2 separate regions of the Sus scrofa genome follow, and region 2 is linked to region 1. Evidence: chromatin contacts called from public HiChIP or PLAC-seq data. All regions are on one chromosome and are shown on one strand. Each heading gives the region's core, a stretch centred on a gene start, on an enhancer-like site or on the middle of the called end of the contact. The rest is flanking DNA. Distances are from core to core; before and after follow the strand shown.

The links. HiChIP or PLAC-seq counts read pairs in DNA pulled down with a chosen protein or histone mark.
Region 2: an H3K27ac HiChIP or PLAC-seq map of skeletal muscle shows a contact between it and region 1. The contact joins two enhancer-like sites. A contact is called at or near these places in 2 of 2 datasets of contacts at active chromatin or transcription factors (alveolar macrophages and skeletal muscle).

The regions. Positions count from the first base shown.
Region 1 is chr13:125,578,470-125,581,830 of Sscrofa11.1, reverse strand. No RefSeq gene overlaps it. Among named protein-coding and RNA genes, the nearest start is that of BCL6, 190 kb to the right of the region's middle. Within about 2 kb of position 1,365, at least 3 of the 83 cell types and tissues checked have an H3K27ac peak or open chromatin away from gene starts, as enhancers often do. A contact at or near this core is called in skeletal muscle, where this site is marked.
Region 2 is chr13:126,367,162-126,370,498 of Sscrofa11.1, reverse strand. The region is part of intron 8 of LPP (lipoma-preferred partner); the gene reads right to left. Among named protein-coding and RNA genes, the nearest start is that of MIR28, 87 kb to the right of the region's middle. Within about 2 kb of position 1,813, at least 7 of the 83 cell types and tissues checked have an H3K27ac peak or open chromatin away from gene starts, as enhancers often do. A contact at or near this core is called in skeletal muscle, where this site is marked.

The DNA of each region.
Region 1 (3,361 bases), core at 116-2,615:
AAAATGAAGGAACTGGGATTTAAACCCAGGCTCCAGGATGGCCAACCCTTCTGTGGGGTTAGTGATGTCTCTCGGGAGCTCTTGATCTGGTTTTTCTTGTGCTCCCCTGAGACCAGGGCCAGATTCGTTCTTGGAGAGCTGCAGCTAGGCTCTGGGGTGTCTTTTACTCTGAGAGGGGGCTATGACTCCCCCCTCAAATCCTACCCCCTCAGACTCTGGACTGTGCCTCCCTCAACCAACTTCCTGCCCCTGGCAGGTGCCAGCAAATCTGGGCCGGGCATTTTCTGTCTCACCTGCAACATTCACACTCCTTCCTTCTTGTTTCCCACCTCCAAGAGGTTGACCTTTGTGAAGACCAGTAGGTTCCCCTGCCCTCTGCCTTCTGGTTGGATTCAGCCTGGCACCGATTAGGTGGTGGGAGGGTGGGAGAAGGAGATGTGAGGATGGCTCCTTCCTAGCCCCCTACCTGCCTGCTGTAGCTTGGCAATGGTTGGGTGCATCCAAAGTGTCAGAAGCCACAGTTCCAGCTGGGCAGCCCCCTGCCAGCTCCCCAGCACTGCCTACTTTTCTGCTACATTCTGGTAATCTCTCCTTTTGCCCTTTCATCCCAAGGACCAGTAACAGCTCCAGGTTATTGTTAGCCTCAGGGTGCCTCCCTGTCTCTTGGTTTTCCTTGACCTTGGCTCAACCTTTATGAATTATACTTAAATTAATCTCTCTTTGGTCACCTTATTTTGAGTGTATCCTCTCCTTCCTCTTGGACCATTGATATCTACTGCCTCTTTCTTCCTTATATCTAGTCTTCCATTTCTTAAAAGCATGGATGATCCCGGCTTTTAACATGAAGTTCTGTTGGAGAAGGTTAAACTTCTTGCAGGGTTTAACCAAAAACCAAAACAAAGCTAAAGAAAAAGCAAAAGACTGGGTTTCCCAGGAATATGGGAAAGAGTACTGGGCTTGGACTTGGAAGCAGAAAACCCAAGTTTGCCACTTACTAGCTCTGCCCTGCTAGTCACTTGGCTCTTCCATTAAGTAGAGTAAGAATAGCTCTTTTGTCTTGTCTTTCTCATGAGCCTCTTGGGCAGATGAAATGAGGCCAGGCCAGTGGAAGTACTCTGAATGCTGAAGCATTTTCTGAGCATTAGGTGTTACTGTTGCTTTATCAGACATGGCATGTGGACAAAATCCTCAAAAGGCCATGTCTTGCATTTTCCAGTGCATTCAGATTCCCCTGTTGCCTCTGTGCCTCCTGGATTAGGAGACCTGGCATTTGTGGAATCCAAGATGAATGTCCAGGGGGTACTGGCCAAGCATGGGCCCACACGAACAGAGCTAAAAATACCTTTGACCTCAGTGGGAGCATCTCAGTCCTGAAGGGGATGGGCCTGGAAGGCAGAGTGTGAGGGGGAATGACTCCCATCATTCATCAGCTGGGGTGAGGGGAGGACAGGGACAAGGTGCTATCCTTTTCAAAGCCAGTGGGAACGGTGGCTTGATCTTTCTCTCTGTCTGTTAGTCTGTCTGTCTGTGAAGAAGATTAACCTGAACTTTTTGTACTTTTCCTGTTAGAGTGAAGGCCACACCTTAAAGCTCTTCCTCGTGGCCAAGCCTCTCAGGAATTTTCCCAGCCTGCCTTGTGGAGGTGACAGATACCTCCAGCCAGAAGGAGGTAAGGAGGTGATCCGAGGACTTTGGTGTGGAGTTAACTGCTGAAGCTGACTTCAAGCAGAGAAGGAGACACTAATCCAGGAGACTTGGTTTGATTTATTCAGGGATGGGGAGTGGGGAGACCCACTAGCTCTCAATCCTAAAGAGGAATGGTTTTCAAACAATAATCCTTAGAGCTCTAAATGGTTGCTATTTAAAATGTGGTCCATGGACCACCAGCATTGACAGCAACCAGGAGCTTGATAGAAATACAGACGTCTGATCCCACCACAGACCTCTAGATCTGAATCTGCCTTTTAACCAGATCCACTGTGGATTCACACGTGCATTAAAGTTTGAGAAGCACGGTTATAGGATCCCTGTGAAGTACCTGAGGGATAGGTGCTTTCCAGTTGTATAGATGGGGTCCCTTAAAAGATAACATTTGAAAAAGAAGCTCCATTTGTATTTAAAGAAAGAAGAAAAGGTGGGAATCAATGTGATCTTTCCCATTCTTTGGTAGAAGAGGAAATTCTGCGGCTGGTCTTTTTCCCTCTCTCCTTCTGAGGTCAGCCCCTGCCCAGCCTTTCCATTAGCTCCCCAGATGCCCAGCACAAGCCTGGCGTCGGCTGGATCCATAAATGAGGGGCCATGTTAGGTGACTAGTGGAAATTGGATTATATTTCCCAAGCTGCTTCTCAGCTCTGGGGTCTGGTCTTGACAGGACTGCCTGATGAGGCACTGAGGACTAAAAGGGAGCTTGCCGTGACCTGGGAGTTTAGGGCTTGGTGTGGGGGTTCTTTAAAAGGGAGGGCAGGAGGGTGGGGAGCTGTCTCCTATCCTCCTAGGTAGAATTAAGGAAGGATCTAGAGTTTGTTGTAAGAAGACCAGCCTGGCAGGAGCTGAGAAGAGAGAAGTCTACCTCCAGCTGGGATCTGGGCACAGCCCCATGGCGGCAGATTTTCAGGATTTCCAGAGGAAGTGCTTGGTGGCCCGCAGTCTCAGTTTGCTGCAATTATAAATATCTGTGATTCGCATCCCCTTCACATACTCCCCTGGAGCTGCGCAGCACGTTCTGCCACCGCTCCCCCTGCCCCACCTTCCCTCGGGTCCCTCACGGGCAACATCCATGGCTTCCGTCTCACAGCAGGGGAAGCCGAGGCTCTGCAAAATTATCCAAGGCACCACCTCCAACTGGGCTGACTGGGGGAAGAAACTAGCACATTAGCACAGCCTCAGAGTCTTTCATACACCGGCCCCAGATTTCTGGCTTGAACTTTGGCCTCTTCTTATCCTGCGTTTTCCCCTCAGTCCAGACCACCCACCCCTGCTGGTCTTCCCCAAACATATGGCCCTTGAGTTGTTTGCACATGTTCCTTTTCCTACTCTCATACCTCGACACCCCTAGACACACAGCTGTGCCTCTCTCTGCTGGCATGACACTTCACTGGAGTCTTCTGACAGTGTGCCTCCCCCACCCCCCACCTTCTCCAGCTTTCAAAATCAGGGAATCAAGGCGTGTTTGAGTCCCCTCAGTCCTTAGCACAGTTCGGTCCTCAGAAAAACACTTGTGTAATAATGAATGAATCAGAAGACAAAAACACACAAGCTAGTGGCTGAAGCAGAGACAGACTATTTCATAGACTTTTGTGGGTGAAGGGAGCTTGCCACTCAACAGTCTTGATGCTTTGCAGGAGCCCAAATCGAAAGAGAT
Region 2 (3,337 bases), core at 564-3,063, 790 kb before region 1:
ATCCTATTTTCTCATAAATGTAGGACACTGAATTATTAAATAATCTTCAAGTTAAAAAAAAATATTTTTAAGACCTGACAGTATATCAGATGCTTGTTACTATGAAACACTCAAAAAGAGCACTTGCCTTCTTGCCTTGCAATAAAGATGATGCCAGCCTTGCCTGGCATCCTCTGATTCTGCAGGGAGGTGAGCAAAAGAGAGATCCAGGAAGTAAGTTCTTTTTTTTTTTTTATTTTTTTTAAGTAAGCCTGACTAGGGGAAGGAATTACCATGTCCCCATTCAAAGTCATCAGAATATCAGAGAATTTCCACCCAAACTCCCCAGCAATTTTCATCTACAAGTTGGGCCTGTGCATTTGCCCTTGAGTGCAACAGCTCTTATGATAATTCTACAGCTGGAAGCAAGACAGCTGGCTTCACTCTCACATCCTTCTTTTCAATTTTTTACATTTACATTTCAGCAATGACTGCTGACAGGCTCCCCAAGCCAAGTTCTCTTCTCTGCTTCTTATACACACATAGAGTCCCAAATCCAAGGTACAGCAAAGGACAAAGAGTCAAAGACTCTCTTAGGAGACACTGGGATCTAAATGGAAACCCAATTCCCCTCCAGCCACCCGCCCCAAATAAATATCAAAGCAACCAGAGGCACACCCGTTGGGACAAGAACTAAGGGAAAGAAAAAAAGAATAAAATGTGATAACCCCCACCCCAATAATGGTTTCAAATTCATAAGGGAATATGCCAAAAATCTCAAATGGCTATAACACCAATTGTAGAAGGTTAAAACCTATGAGAGAGGGAGAAATAAAAGCCTTGCATGTTCAGAAAAGGCCCCATCTATTTAGGGAAGTTCCAGGAAAGCTTTTTTAAGGTTGGATGAGATAGATTTTCAAATGGTGGAGATGGAGAAAGGTACAAGGCAGACAGCAGGCTGGGCACAGAGAGAGAAGGCTAAGATAGCAATGTCTGGGAGAAGTGTCCAGTTTGGCCCAGTATTGTAAAAGGAATGTGGAGGAGAGGCGTGTGGGGTAAAAGTGAAGTGTTTCAGGACTGCTTCTTACACGAGCTGGGCTGGAGGTCTAGGCACATAGATCTCAAATCTGGGTGTGCAAAGGAACCTTCTCCAAGAGCCTTATAAACAATGCTAACTTCCTGGCTTCTTGTGCAGGAATTCTGGGGAGTAGTCCAGAATTTTGTTTTTAATGAGGACTTCAGGGTGATTCCAAAGCAGGTGGCCTCTGGCACATTTTGGGAAAACCAAGCTCCCTGAGGCTCATGACTGGTGACTGGTCCTCAGACTCTTCAAGCTCTCAAACCAGCAGTGTGCAGATAACATTCTGGAGACTGAAACATGGAAGAATAACTGTCCTTTGGGGATTCAAGCTACACAAACTTCTCTTCTGCAGGTTCTGTACATATGTTCCTGAGCCTCAGTCTATGCAGTTATTTACTGCTCAGAGCCTCCACACTTTGAGTTTTATTCAGCCCCATCAGCCTCTCTGAACCCTCACTTAGCCACTGGGGTAAGAAATACCATTTTCATTCTATTTGTGAGGAAATTTAAGCTAAAAGAAATGAAGTGAATGCAGACTAGTGTCTGAAGTTAAATTCCATATTCTTTCTCTAAAAATATTTGCTGCCTCATCTCAGGCCCCCTAAATGAAAGATTGAATATCTTACTTAGGACTCTTCCAACTTATTTTCTGGTTTATTTTTAAGATCAGTTTGAAAGCATAATCTCTCTCTCTCTCTCTCTCTCTCACACACACACACACACACACACACTCTCTCTCTCTCTCTCTCCTTTCCTCCCTCTATCTCCTCTGCCCAAATCTTTAATTCTAATCGAAAATGTATTCATTTTTCGGTTCTGAGGGTACAGTCCAGTTAAAAAGACCCTACTAATACAGATTTTGCACTGTACTGAGTAATTATCATTCCTTCATCCTTTAGGAGATATAGGATAAATATGAAAGAAAACAAGGAACAGACTCCTTCCCCATTTTCTTTCCAACCTTTTATCTATCTCTAAAGTAGGAAGTTTACTGAACCACTGCCAACAATTCACTCAGCCTAATGAAGTGTATAAGTAATAGGATTAAATAATCTTAAACCATTATTACAGCGGCCTGATGCTGACATTCATCCAAACTCTGGCAAACACCAAGTGGTGAGTTCATGCTTGATTTAAAAATAAACAAACTAGGGCAGTGGGAAAGTTCTAGCATAAAGTTTCAGAGGCATGTAACCTGGAAATCTGAGACTCTCCATTCTGGTTAGGGCTGAAGCAACTTCTGTCTTATGTCTAAACTCTCCAACCAAAATTTATGCAATCCAGTATTTTCTAGGGATGTTACTCTGGGCCCTGTAGTCACATATGGTTAAACCTCTCATGTCAGTCCCAAAGAAAGCAGTTCTTTGAAGGCATCATCAAGGCTCATGGTTTCTATTCCTGCCTCTGACATTAATAAACCATATAACCTCAGGCAAATCAGTCAGCTTTCTCAGGCTTTAGGTTTTCTCAGCTATAAAATGACGTTATTGAATTTCTAAGGTTCCTCCTGGCTCTTAAAAAGCATTCTATCTCTATGACAAGAGAAAAAAGTAGAGTTTGGGATAGCAGACTGTGGCAAAAGGTATGTCTGGCTAGGTCTCTATTATTCTGGGCCATCTTCTTCCAGGTGGGAGCCTTACTACCCTTTCCAGGGAGGGCCGTATAGCCTGCAGGGATGTGGTGGGCAGTAATGAAAATCAGCAAAGGGCTAGGGGCTCTATAGGGGAAAAGGCTAAATAAAATCCATCAGCAAAGGACAGTGCAGTAACTATTCTCCCACTGAAAGTTGAGCTGTTGTATAATTACAGGGTGATGATATAAATGCCTGTTAAAGTGAGAGGTGCTTTCCAAAGCATATTCAATCCTCCAATCATTTTGCTCCTGAGTTAATTATCCCTGTAAAATTTTATAGCATTCTTCACTTAGATCATTTACCCTTTTAAAGGTTTACCTAGGTATTTTGTTTTTGTTGCTTCTTCATAAAGATTTTTTTCCCATTTTATTTTCTAAATGTAAATTTCTATTTTGATTTTGCTAGGTTACTAATAAATAATTTAGGTTTCCTTAGATTTTCTTAAATAATTATCATATAATTCATACATATTTATACACCCTAGTCTTACAATTTTGAGTGAAAAAGTCTCAGAAAAATAAGTATGATACAATACATTCATTTAAAATTAAGAAATACTATATGCAAACAACACAACATATATATTAGAGATAATATATAATAATATATATCATATATAAAGTATGATATATATAATATATATA